Regions from separate parts of the Mus musculus genome. Here region 1 is linked to region 2. The links are chromatin contacts, called in public promoter capture Hi-C maps. All regions are on one chromosome and are shown on one strand. The core of a region is the stretch at or near the end of the contact, and the rest is flanking DNA. Distances in the headings are between cores, read along the strand shown.

Region 1 (6,074 bases), core at 2,128-4,627, 290 kb after region 2:
AAGCACATTCTTGTAAGAAGAACTCAAATACAGGGCGAGCTCATGTTCTCCTTGCCGGTCCTCGTCTGTACCCCATAGCCGGCTCTGCCCCATGATGGGTTCACTGCAAGTCTTGCTCCTTTACATGTTTTAGGTATGTTTGGGGTCCCAGGGTCTCTTGCATGCTAAGCAAGTGCTCTAGTACTAAGCTACACCAGCAAAGAAAGCCATGATGCATTGCTTCCTTCTTTCCGGAGGAGAGTCTCAGATCCAGGCTGTAACCATGGCTGCACTAGAACTGCTGATTCAGTCTCCACCTCCCGTGATGCAGGATGTAAAAATATTTTTAATTTCATGTCTGTGTGTTCTGTTCTAGTCACGGTTCTACGGCTGTGCAAAGGCAACTTTGATAAAGGAAAGCATTTAATTGGGAGCTTGCTTTACTCTTTCAGAGGCTTAGTTCACTATCATTATGGCAGGGAGCATGATGGCTCTCAGGCAGCCATGGCCCTGGAGCTGAGAGCTCTACATCCTGATCTCCAAGCAAAGGGAGTAAGAACAGACCTGGCTTGGGCTTTTGAAACCTCAAAGCCCACCCAGTGACACACTTCCTCCAACAAGACCACACCTCCGAATCCTTCTAATCCTTCCAAACAGCTAGTGACTATATAGCATTCACATATATGAATCTATAGGGGACATTCTCATTCAGCCCACCATATTCCACTTCCTGGGCCCTAAAGACTCGTAGCCATATCATAACGCAAGATGCATTAAATCCAACTTTAAAACCACCAGTAATCTTTTACAGTCTCAACACTGCTTAAAGTCCAAATCTTTTCTGAGAGTCATGGCCACCTCTCTCTCTCAGATTTATTTATTTATTTTATGTATATGAGTACACTGTAGCTGTACAGATGGTTGTGAGCCTTCATGTGGTTGTTGGGAATTAAATTTTTAGGACCTCTAATTGCTCTGGTCAACCCTGCTCGCCCCGGTTGGCCCCACTCGCTCAGTCGCTACTTATTCCGACCCAAAGATTTATGTATTTACTATTATACATAAGTACACTGTAGCTGACTTCAGACACACCAGAAGAGGGTGTTAGATCTCATTACGGGTGGTTGTGAGCCACCATGTGGTTGTTGGGATTTGAAATCAAGACCTTCAGAAGAGCAGTCAAAGCTCTTACCCACTGAGCCATCTCCCCAGCCCCTCAAGACCTTCTCTTAACCACAAGCCCCTGTAACATCAAAGTCAAAGAGCAAATCGCACAATTCCAACATACAATGGCACAAAATATATGTTACTATTCCAAAAGAGAAGAAAGGGTGCATGGTGAGGAAGTGCTGGGCCAGAGCAAGGCCAAAAGCCAGCGAGGCAATTTTGAGTTTGTTCTCTTTTCCCACCTTTACCTGGGCTATGCAGGGGAGGATAACTTTGAATTCCCGATCCCCCTACCACCCGAGAGCTGGGATTCCAGGCCTGTGCCACCCCATCCAGCCTTAGAGAAGGTCACGAAGGAAGTTCATTACTGTGCAAATATATCAACCATATTCTAATTAAAACCTCCATAAAACATAAAACCCTAAACAGGGATGCTGAAGTGATTTCCAGTTCTGGGTTATGGCAAACAATGCTGTCACGCACAGCTTTTGCAAAGCTTTGCTGCAAAGTTTTCCACTGTAGAGTTGGAAGTTTCTTCCAGAAGGATCCACCTGAGAAAAACAGGGACGTTTCCTGTCAATGCAATTCTAGCTGCCTATGTTCCCTCCTCAGCAACAATGGCGAGCCAGCCTCTGCTTCTTCACAGCTCCTGAGGAAAATAGTGGCTTTGGGCTTCTGCCAGGGGAAAGAAATAAAAATGTTAAGAGAAAAGAAGAAGGGAAAGAAAAGAGAATCTGAAGAAATTGGGTCATGGTGGCACACGCCTTTAATCCCAGCCTTGGGGAAGCAGAGGCAGGTGAATCTCTGAGTTTGAAGTCAGCTTGGTCTCTGGAGTGAGTTCCAGGACAGCCAAGGCTACACAGAGAAACCCTGTCTTAAAAAAAAAAAAAAAATCTGAAGGATATGGTGGTGAGTTCGTACAATCCTAGCACTCTGGAGACTGAAGTAGGAGGAGTTTGAATGAGGGCCAGCCTGGGCTACATAGGAAGATCCTATCTAAAAAAAATAAAAAATAAAACAAAACAAAACAACCAAAAAACAGGTGGAGAGATGGATCAGCAGGTGGCTGCTCTTCTAGAGGACTTGGGTTTGATTCCCAGCACCCACATGGTGGTCACAATGGTCTTTAATTCTAACTTCTGGGAATCCAATACCTGCTGGCAACCTCTTCTGGAATGCACGAGGTGCAGACACACATGCAGGCAAAACACTCAGGCACATAAAATGATGGCATTGACGGTAATAATAAAAGCAAAGTCATTTTCATAATTATTCATTTTTATTTTCATATGCATTGGTGTTTTGCCTGCATTGGTGGTTTATGTCTGTGTGAGGATGTTGTGATCTGCCTGGTCCTCTGGAAGTGCAGTGAGTGCTCTTAACTAGTGGAGCTATCTCTCCAGTCCCTAAAATAATAACTTTTTAAAAATCCTTCTTAAGCGGGCTGTGGTGGCACATGCTTTTAATTCCAGCACTTGGGAGGCAGAGGCAGGTGGATTTCTGAGTTCGAGGCCAGCCTGGTCTACAGCATGAGTTCCAGGACAGCCAGGGCTATACAGAGAAACCTTGTCTCGAAAAACCAAACAGAAAACAAAAAACAGAAAAAAACAAACAAACCCCAAAACCCCCATCCTTTTTAAAAGGTCAAAATAAAGGGATTGGAGAGATGGCTCAGCAGTTAAGTTCTTCCAGAGGTTCTGAGTTCAATGCCCAGCCACCACGGGATGGCTCACAACCATCTGTTATGGGATTCGATGCCCTCTTCTGGTGTGCATGAAGACAGCTACAGTGTACTCATATTCAATCAATCAATCAATCAATCATTCAATTAATCAATAGTTAAGAAAGACTTAGCTTTAATAAAAAGTATTTTAAAAGGTCAAAATTACAGCCAGGCGATGGTTGCACACACACTCAATAGGCAGAGGAAGGCAAATGAGTTCCTGGACAGTGAGGGCTACAAAGAGAAACCCTGTCAAAACAAAACAAAACAAAACAATCAAAATATACTTTTACCTTGTACCCGAGTCACAACAAACAAACAAACAAACAAACAAACAAACAAACAAACAAAGAAACAGTTGGCCAGTGTCTTTAAGACACCTGTTCTCTCTGGAAATTTGTATATTTAGCACTCCTTGTAAGTTTGAGAACTTTGTCCTTTCAGTAAGGCGGGGCTGCGAGTAGGTTCTGAGGACTCTGGCGGGAGGCCGAATGAACTCCATTTCCCAGGGTGCGCCGCGCTGCATGCGCAGCCGCGTTAAAGAGCCGGCTCTGCGAGCGCTGGGCGGACGCAGGTATGTGGGTCCGCGGGGTCTTCAGTTCCACTGTAGTTTGGGGCGCCTTCCTGCGGGTTTCCCAGATCTCTGCCGTCGCCCCCAGCGCTAGTTAGCTGCAGGGGACCTCTGTAGTGCAGTCTTCTCTTGATCTGGGTTTTCAGAGGGAACCCCCACGACTTGCGGACACCTGGCACACCGAGCGACATTCCCTTGAGCCAGGGAGCTCTAGATGCCAGCGCTGCTCTGATTTTGATTTGAGTCGTTTTCCTGCCTCAGTTTACCCCACTGGGTACACATTGTATGAACGTATTGTTTACTATCTGGTTTTACTTCCAGCCAACTTCTTTCTGCCTCTTGTTCTTCAAAAAGCTGCAAATTAGAGTCTCCTGGGCCTGCCTCTCTCTCTCTCTCTCTCTCTCTCTCTCTCTCTCTCTCTCTCTCCCTCTCTCTCTCTCTCTCTCTCTCTCTCACTCACTCACACACACACATACATTCAACTTTTAAAGTTTTTAAAATGCTGAAATGTGCGTAGTCCCTACCTATACCATCTTTGTTCAATGAGCAGATTATGAGCTGGCATAGTGGCCCAGGCCTGTAAACCTAGTATTGGGAAGTGGAGGCAAGAAGATGGAAAGTTTGAGGCCAACTAAGGCTGCATAATATGAGCCTGTCTTAAAAATATGTACTTGGAGTGTGCGTGCGTGTATGCATAAGGGGCCTTATTTTATCATCCCTGGGTATGCTCACTCTCCTGCAATTTTCCTGAGGTTTCCTAGCACTGGAAAGCAAACAGAACTAAAAAAAAAATCAACCAACCAAAAATCCTTGACTAGATGAATTGGTGTAAGCTTTTAGCCAGGTTTGCTTTGTAGGACTATGTCGTAACTAAAAAAGAAAAGAAAAAAAAAAAAAAAAGACATAAAAAGTTCCAGTCCTCAAAACTCCAACTTGGATTGAGCAAATGAAGCTCTGTGAAAATGGGCAGAGTGCTGCTATAATTTCTTCTCTGTATTCTAAGATCACTGTGCAAATGCCACGTGTGACAACCCAGGACCATTCCTCCCTGTGACTGAGAACATAGACACGGGGACACACCCAGCTATTTATGCTAGCTCTACCTGACCTTAGGCAGCCTGCTTATTCTTTAAGCCAGGCTTCCTTTATGCCTGTGGTGTGATAAGATCACCTATTAGGACTGGTGAATGGCTCCTGTGAGCTGTCACTACAATGCCGTTGGCTAGGTGCCTGAGAAACACTCCTTAAGTGTTAGTTACTCTCCTGGCTGATCTGACTGGGAAAACTCCATAGCCTTGCTTGACTTCTTGAGACTTTTCCAGATCTTCCCCTACCCTCACCCAGCAACCCCATATTATTCAGAGTTGTCTAAATTTGCTTTTCTATCGCTGTGATAAAACTACCAAAAGCAACCTGGCGGGGAGAAGGGAGGGTATATGTTTTATACTTCCCGGTCAGGAACCCCAGGCAGGTATTTGGAGCAGGAATCGTGGAGACATGCTGCTTACTGGTTTGCTTTCTTGCTTGCTCAGCCCTTTCTTATATGACCCAGGGGCTCTCTTAGATGCCTCGGGATGGGGCCCGCACACAGTGGCGTAGGCCCCCTACATCAGCCATCAATCACCACAGCCTCTCAAAGACAAGCCCAAGGGGATTTGATTGAGGCAGACCTTCAGCTGAGGAGCTTTCTTCAGAGGTGACCTTATGTTATATCAGGGTGACAATTAAAGCCAGCACTATGGTCTTTGACCTGGAATCTATTTCAGAGCCTTCATTTCCTCCCAAACAGGGCTAGGCTAAAACTTTCTTACTCCACTGCCACCTTGGAAAGGTGTGTCATTCACTCAGCCACTGTCGGGCACCACATATTGTTTTGCGGAGGGGAACATTACAAGTCATGCTTTTTTTAAAAAAAAAAAAAAACTTATTCTTCTTTTATTTGCATTGGTGTTTTAACTGTATGTATGTATGTGTGAAGATATCAAGATCCCCTGGAACCGGAGTTACAGACAGTTGTGAGCTGCCATGTGTGTACTGGGAATTGAACTTAGGACCTCTGGAAGAACAGCCAGTGTTCTTAACTGCTGAGCCAACTCTCTAGCCCTTAAAGGCATGCTTTTTATTTTAAAAGTCCAGTGAACCGAGTTAAGGATAAGGAGGGGCTGGAGAGATGGCTCACTGGTTAAGAACACCTACTGTTCTTGCAGAGGTCTTGAGTTCAATTCCCAGGATATACGTGATAACTGATAGCTATCTGTAACTCCAGTCACAGGGGAACTGGCACCCACCTCTCACCTCCGAAGGCTCTTGGCACTGCACTCATGTGTTATAATGCACATACGCAGGCAAAACACTTACACACAAAATACAATAAAATTAAAAAAGAACCCATGCTTGTGTTAGAATTCATAAAATTATACCAGAACGAGTCACACTAACGTATGACCATCAGAAACATTCACGTATGCTTATACATTGCTGTTTCAGGAAGCCCCTCCATTTTGGCCAGAATGGAGCAGTCAGAGGGAGTCAATTGGACTGTCATTATCCTGACATGCCAGTACAAGGACAGTGTCCAGGTCTTTCAGAGAGGTAGGTGACACACCGTCCCCCATTTTCTTTATATTAGGAACT
Region 2 (6,786 bases), core at 1,187-3,686:
TGAAGAATCCATGAGTGAAAAGGTACCTCTTTGAAAAGAACTAAGTCTTACTAATTTCATAAAGCTTTCACAAACTCTTGCTTCCTTTTTTGGTTTAGGTTTGAGTGATTGTTTCTGGAATACAGTCTCATAGCCCGAATTGGCCTTAATCTCAGCATGGAACCAAGGAATTTCTTGAAATTCTGATCCTCCTTCCTCTGCCTCCTAAGTGCTGGGGTTAGCATGCGCCACCACTCCCAGCTTTCACAGACATGTTCTTATATAGTTTTCTTGTGGTATTTACAAAGGGTTGATTTCAAAACACTACCCACATACTCAAACACCGAGAAACTTAGTGTTTCTTATATAAAATGGCACGGTGTTTGTGTATAACTTAAGCAATTTCTCCTGTGATTTTTTTTTTTTTATTTTATTATTTTTTTTTTTTATTCATTTATTATATGTAAGTACACTATAGCTGTCCTCAGACACTCCAGAAGAGGGCGTCAGATCTCGTTACGGATGGTTGTGAGCCACCATGTGGTTGCTGGGATTTGAACTCCTGACCTTCGGAAGAGCAGTCGGGTGCTCTTACCCACTGAGCCATCTCACCAGCCCCCATCTCCTGTGAATTTTAAATAGTGTCTAGATCTCTTAAAATACCTCACATAATGCAGATGAGGTGCTGCTATAACGAAATTGCTACGTTATATTGTTTAGGGGATAATGGTTACAAAATCATTTGTCTATAGTTAATGCAAACACATTTTTCTTTTTCCCAAATATTTTCAAACTCTGATTCTACAGAATTGCCTTTATCGAGGTATGAATGACTGATGAATTGAGACGTTCTGGGTATTAATGACTGATGAATTGAGACACCTTTGTTTAAGTACATGAAGTATATTTGAATAAACTGGTGTGAGAGCACATGATGGCACTCAGAAGGCTAAGGCGGGGGGGGGGGGGGGGATTTAAAGTTTGAGGCCAGTCTGAATACACAGTCATACTCCATCTTAAAATCAAGTAAAGCCTGGCATAATTGTTTAGAGGGTAAAGGCACATGTCACCAAGCCTGATGACTTTGAGTTCATCCCAGAGCCCACATGATTGGAGGGAGGATTACTCAATCTCTGCAGGTTGTCCTCTGGCCACACACATGCTATAGTACACTCACCCACCCCCAGCGCGCGCACGCGCGCGCACACACACACACACACACACACACACACTATAAATAAATAAATGTAAAAAATAATATATTTGCCTCAAACCAAAAAGGGAGGCAGGGAAGAACCTCTAATCATGATGCCTATATAATCAAATGTTATTTGGGAGTAAAATTGAAGAAAAAAATTTAAGATTTATTTATTTTATTTATGTAAGTACACTCTAGCTGTTTTCAACCATACCAAAAGAAGGCATCAGATCCCATTACAGATGGTTGAGAGCCACTATGTGGTTGGTGGGAATTGAACTCAGGACCTCTGGAAGAGCAGTCAGTACTCTTAACCACTGAGCTATCTCTCCAACCCAAAGAAAAAATTTTACCCAGGATCACATTAATGCTAGCTCTGCATACTCGGGTAGTATAGGCTAACCACACCAATATCCTTCATAGATAGCCAGTTGTTTAATTTTTCATTATTATCTCATTAAATATTCTTATTACTATTAGTCCTGTCACTGAATGGATACAAGAATCTTTCTAATACTTTGGTTTTGTAATTCTAACTTTTGTTTTCTTATATAGTAAAGTATTTACTGTGTTCAGAGTAATAGAAAGTTCTGTATAATAGAACAGCCAAATATAATATTAGTTCTTGTGAAATTTATACCAGAAGTATGGTTGAAGAAGGAAGAATACTTTGTGTCAAGTTTAGTATATTTGAACCCTCCAAAAACCTATGTGATGTCCTAGCAACAGTTAGCTACTAATTTACTGCCTGATTTCACTTTCCCAGTGATTTACTCCTTACTCTTTCCATACTAGAGTCAGATTTTTTTATTATCATTTTATTTTCATTTATTATTTTTCATATATGAATGTTTTGCCTGCATATATGTAGATACACTGTGTGTGTGTCAGCAGAAGTTGGAGAGGGCTTCATAGAGCACCCTTGGAACTGTCATTGTAGATGGCTGTGAGCCACCATGTAAGTGATGAGAATGGAGCCTGGGTCCTCTGAAGAGATGCAAGAGCTCTTAACTGCTGAGTCATATCTCCAGACCTTAGAGCCAGATTCAAAACAAACGTACAGATAGGTGTTTTGGTAAAAAGTGCAACTTGCTTGGTTCTGAGTTTCTGCTTTTCAGAGATAGCTGAGCCACAGTAAGTCTCAGGGTAGACTTAAGGTTTCGTTCCTTATCCTCTTTCCTCAGTGTAGAGAAGCACTAACTACACGCCAGAAGCTCATTGCCCAGGATTATAAAGTCAGTTACTCATTAGCCAAATCCTGTAAGAGTGACTTGAAAAAATACCGGTGCAATGTGGAAAACCTTCCTCGGTCCCGGGAAGCCAGGCTCTCCTACCTTCTGATGTGCCTGGAGTCAGCAGTGCACAGAGGTGATGTTCTTTTTCCTTTTCTCCTTTCACTCCTTCTTCAGTTCACATTCCAAAGCTTCTTGTACCTGTAATTAGTAGTTTTCTTCTGCATTTTTTGAACCTTTTGATTTTTAGAATGACTACTGGAACAGTCTTTAGAAGAATGGGAGAACATTAATGTCACATGAGTTTTTGGTCAGAGTGATGTGACTTCAAATCCTGGGTCTATTACTAAAGTAACTGGGTAACTTTTTTTGTTTGGACTTGAGGACTGAGTGGGGTGGTTGCTGCTTTTTATGTTCTCCCTGTTCACATTTATAGCTCCAAGACATGGGGAGCCATCATGAATTTTGGAAGAATAGTCTTTTCCACAAACTTTAGCTGTATAGGGCAATAACGATTGTTCTCAGTTTATTTACTGCCCCGATAGCTTTCGTATTGCTATGTAGCATGAATGTGACCATGAGTTCAATCCCCTGCATCAGAAAAAGGACTTGCTTTGGCAGAACATTTGTATTATGGTTGATAAGATCTATAGTGCACAACCCTGCAGGCTAAACCTGGGTCTAAGCTTTTTTTTTTTTCTTTTTCTTTATGCTGCAAAAGTTTTACCATGTTCTAAGCATTTCAGTCCAGATAGTAATTCCATCTGGAAAGGCTGTGGGTTATTCTTTTCCAGACAGAAACGTAGTTTAACATGTAGAGCTTTCTGGTCCTCAGACTCCCATTTCATAACTGTCTGACTTACCCCTGACACAGGGCGGCAGGTGAGCAGTGAGTGCCAAGGTGAGATGCTGGATTACCGACGCATGCTGATGGAAGACTTCTCTCTGAGCCCCGAGATCATCCTGAGCTGTCGAGGGGAGATTGAACACCATTGTTCTGGATTACATCGGAAAGGGCGAACCCTCCACTGTCTGATGAAAGTGGTTCGGGGTGAAAAGGGGAACCTTGGAATGAACTGCCAACAGGCGGTAAGGAAAAATATTTCTGCTGCCACTTGACTGTTTTCTTAGGATTACTATTGCTGTGATGAAACACCATAACCAAAACAGCTGGGAAGAAAGGGTTATTTTAAATGCTTGTTCTTTCACATCGTACTCCACCATCATTGAAGGAAGTCTAGGCAGGAACTCAAGCAGGAATCTGGATGCAGGAACTGATATGGAGGCCATAGAGGATTGCTGCTTACTGGCTTTGGCTTGCTCAGCTTACTTTTTTATAGAACCCAGGACCATCTGCCCAGAGGTGGCACCACCCACAGTGAACTGGGCACTCAATTGCTAATTAAGAAGATGCCCCTGAGCTGAGCCGGGTGTGGTGGCACATGCTTTTAATCCCAGCACTGAGTTCGAGGCCAGCCTGGTCTACAGAGTGAGTTCCAGGACAGCCAGGGCTACACAGAGAAGCCCTGTCTCAAAAAACCAAAAAAAAAAAACAAACAAAAAAAAAATTGCTGTGGAGCTAGGTAAAGGAAATCCATTGTTTTCCTGTTTCTAAAGAACTTGCCAGTTTGGATTACGAAAGACAGAATAAAGGCAAATCACTTTCTTCAAAATGAGAGGCTATTAGGAGAAGAGAACTTGCCTGTCTTAACAAGTTTGATTGAGTTGAAATTGAGAGTTGACATGAATGGAAAATTTCTGCCAGTTTACTTTTTTACGATATGCCACAAGTCTGAAGGATCATCCTCAGAATCAAGTGTCTTTATTGATTAAATCAGGGAAACTATAAGCAGAAAGATCTGTCTTTCACCAGCTCCAAACTTTACAAACAAGAATATAAAGATAGTCTTTTCCACAAACACTTAGCTTTCGTATTGCTATATAACATGAATGCAACCATGAGGTCAGTCCCCTACATCAGAAAAAGGACTTGCTTTTTCTGGGAGAAAATGAAGTGACTCTTGATCCTGTGTTTATGAGCAGCGCAGTCCTGCAGATCACAGTACAGAGTCAGCACAGTGCATGCAGAACATCGTCTCCTGCCTTTGACCATGTTTGTTATTTGTATGGGTTAAATCTCCTGCAGTTTAGCATACCAGGTGCAAGCCTCTACAACATAGCACTCTCTGCAATGACTTTCCCTTTTAAAGCAGGAAAGATACTTTAGTTTTATAACCTAAGTCACGCTTTAGGAAACCACAATTCATTTGTTACTTTGTTTTGGCTATTTTTATTAAACACTAAATACTACTTGAATTTTCTTTTCTTCTTCTCTCTCCTTTTTTTTAAAATGGTTTGAAGGCATTTATTGTAGAAAGGCAGCCACGTGGAGGGGGGAAGGAAAGGGGAGAAGGAGAGCAAGAGGTAAGAGACAAGGAGAGAGCAAGAGCTTAAGAGCAAATTTTATTTTCTAGTTAATCATGTAAAATCAAATTTGTACAGTTGGGCTGGAGAGATGGCTCAGCGGTTAAGAGCACTGACTGCTCTTCCAAAGGTCCTGAGTTCAAATCCCAGCAACCACATGGTGGCTCACAACCATCCCTAATGAGATCTGACGCCCTCTTCTGGGGTTTCTGAAGACAGCTGCAGTGTACTTAATAAATAAAGAAATAAATCTTTAAAAAATTTTTTTTTGTACAGTCTATAACAATTTTATAGTCTGAAATACAAGTTTACATGAGCTTTAGATATGGAGTCAGGTTTTGTTAACCATGACCCAAAGTAGATACTAACAGCAGTTACATTGTGCATGTCGGTGCTGGGATGGGAAGACCAGTGCAGCCTCTTCTCTCAAACAGCAGAATCAGCTGGAGGGCTGCTCTGGAGGCTGCAGTGAGACTGTGAGGATGAGTGTGCTGTGCTCCTCTGCAGTCCTGTTTGTTGGCAGTTGCCCCGGGTGCCCTTTGTGCCAGTGAATATGCCTGGCTGCAGTCCAGGATGAATCAGGAGACGGCCTCTGCTGTGTTTGCTTTTCATCCTTAATTCCATCTAGTAAGGTTGTGGAAGGAGGATAGGAAAAAAGGAATCTATCTATAGTAAGCTTACACCTATTGTAAAAATGTTCAGGAAAAAAATAGACTGGACTCAACTCTGTTTTGAGGCACATAGTTCACTATGAGGTTTTTGGAAAGTTAGCTTCGTTAAAAGAACTAGTGACTCAGCTTCAAAGATAAATAAGTTCCGCCTACACCACCCTTTGTGCCCAGAAGAAGAAAGTGCTTTCCAAACCCAGAGGGCAAGCACAAATAGTGAACTGTGTGGTTTTGACTGCATTAAGACTGCTTAGGAAGGAAGCACTTCATTTTTATTGTATGGATTCTATTTTTTAAAAGCCTTTTCTCACAAAAACTAAAGGCAATTTTTCCAGAAGGATAGAGTCGTCCTTTGTCTTCTATATTATCTAGCCTTAGTCAAACTGAAGAATATCTTTGAGCAATTTGGGTGGGTTTCTTTTTACTTTGAAAGTTTTATTCCTTGACACAACAGACTTCAACATCTGTCTCTAGATTAATTTAATGAACTGGTAATGGTTATCAGCAAGTGCTGAACTGTAAAGTATGTGGATAATTATTATCCTAATGAGTGTCCACTCCTCCAGATTTACCACAGTTACGACAGGGCTATGACTAGCCTATGCTTCTCACATCAAGGATGGCTGCATAATGCATTCTCCAGACCAAGTCTCTCCGGAGCTTTGCTCGGGGTTTTTTTGTTAATATCAGGGGCCAGAATGTATATACAATCATAACATCAGTTTATAGTCTATTTTTCCTTTTTTTTTTTTTTTTGTTTTTGTTTTTGTTTTTGTTTTGAGATAGGGTCTCTTTATGTAGCCCTGACTATCCTAGAACTTGCTATGTAGATCAAGCTAACCTCGAATTCACCGAGATCCAATTGCCTCTACCTCCCAAAGCCTCAGATTAAAGGGGTTCCTTCATCATTGCACCTGGCTCAGTTTGTATTCCAATTGCATATTTTCCTCACTCCCTACACTGAATTCTAGAATGGCAATAATTCCTTGAATTATTAGCCTACTAGATGCCATGGGATACTAGAAAAAAGATATTACTATCTTGATCTTGGTCATCCGGTGTCAAAATTTGCTCACAAAGTTATTTTTCTACCAGCAAGCTATAATATTCTTTAGCTTTTCCAAATTACCAACAATAATTTATAGAAATACTTTCTATCCCAGAATATTGACATTTTCCCTATATTTCTCTCTTAATGATTTTTTTCTAGGATAATAGAATTGGGATCTTTATTTTATCTAAAATCTGTATGTATGTAAAGGGGCCAGAGCTTTGTTATGAACCA

Evidence for each region. Promoter capture Hi-C pulls out the DNA fragments that hold promoters and counts their contacts.
Region 1: a contact with region 2 is called in a promoter capture Hi-C map of liver. The contact joins the promoter of Fcsk here to the enhancer-like site in region 2. A contact is called at or near these places in 6 of 39 promoter capture datasets (the C10 cell line, the HPC-7 cell line, cranial neural crest and 2 more) and 1 of 9 other capture datasets (adipose tissue).

The regions. Positions count from the first base shown.
Region 1 is chr8:110,899,791-110,905,864 of GRCm38.p6, reverse strand. It overlaps Fcsk (fucose kinase), which reads left to right and starts at 3,377. Exons shown (of 24, transcript NM_172283.3): 1 at 3,377-3,443; 2 at 5,928-6,032. The coding sequence starts at 5,951.
Region 2 is chr8:111,184,426-111,191,211 of GRCm38.p6, reverse strand. Glg1 (golgi apparatus protein 1) reads left to right here. Exons shown (of 26, transcript NM_009149.3): 6 at 1-22; 7 at 2,362-2,545; 8 at 3,284-3,498. Among named protein-coding and RNA genes, the nearest start is that of 9430091E24Rik, 42 kb to the right of the region's middle. Within about 2 kb of position 2,436, at least 10 of the 459 cell types and tissues checked have an H3K27ac peak or open chromatin away from gene starts, as enhancers often do. A contact at or near this core is called in liver, where this site is marked.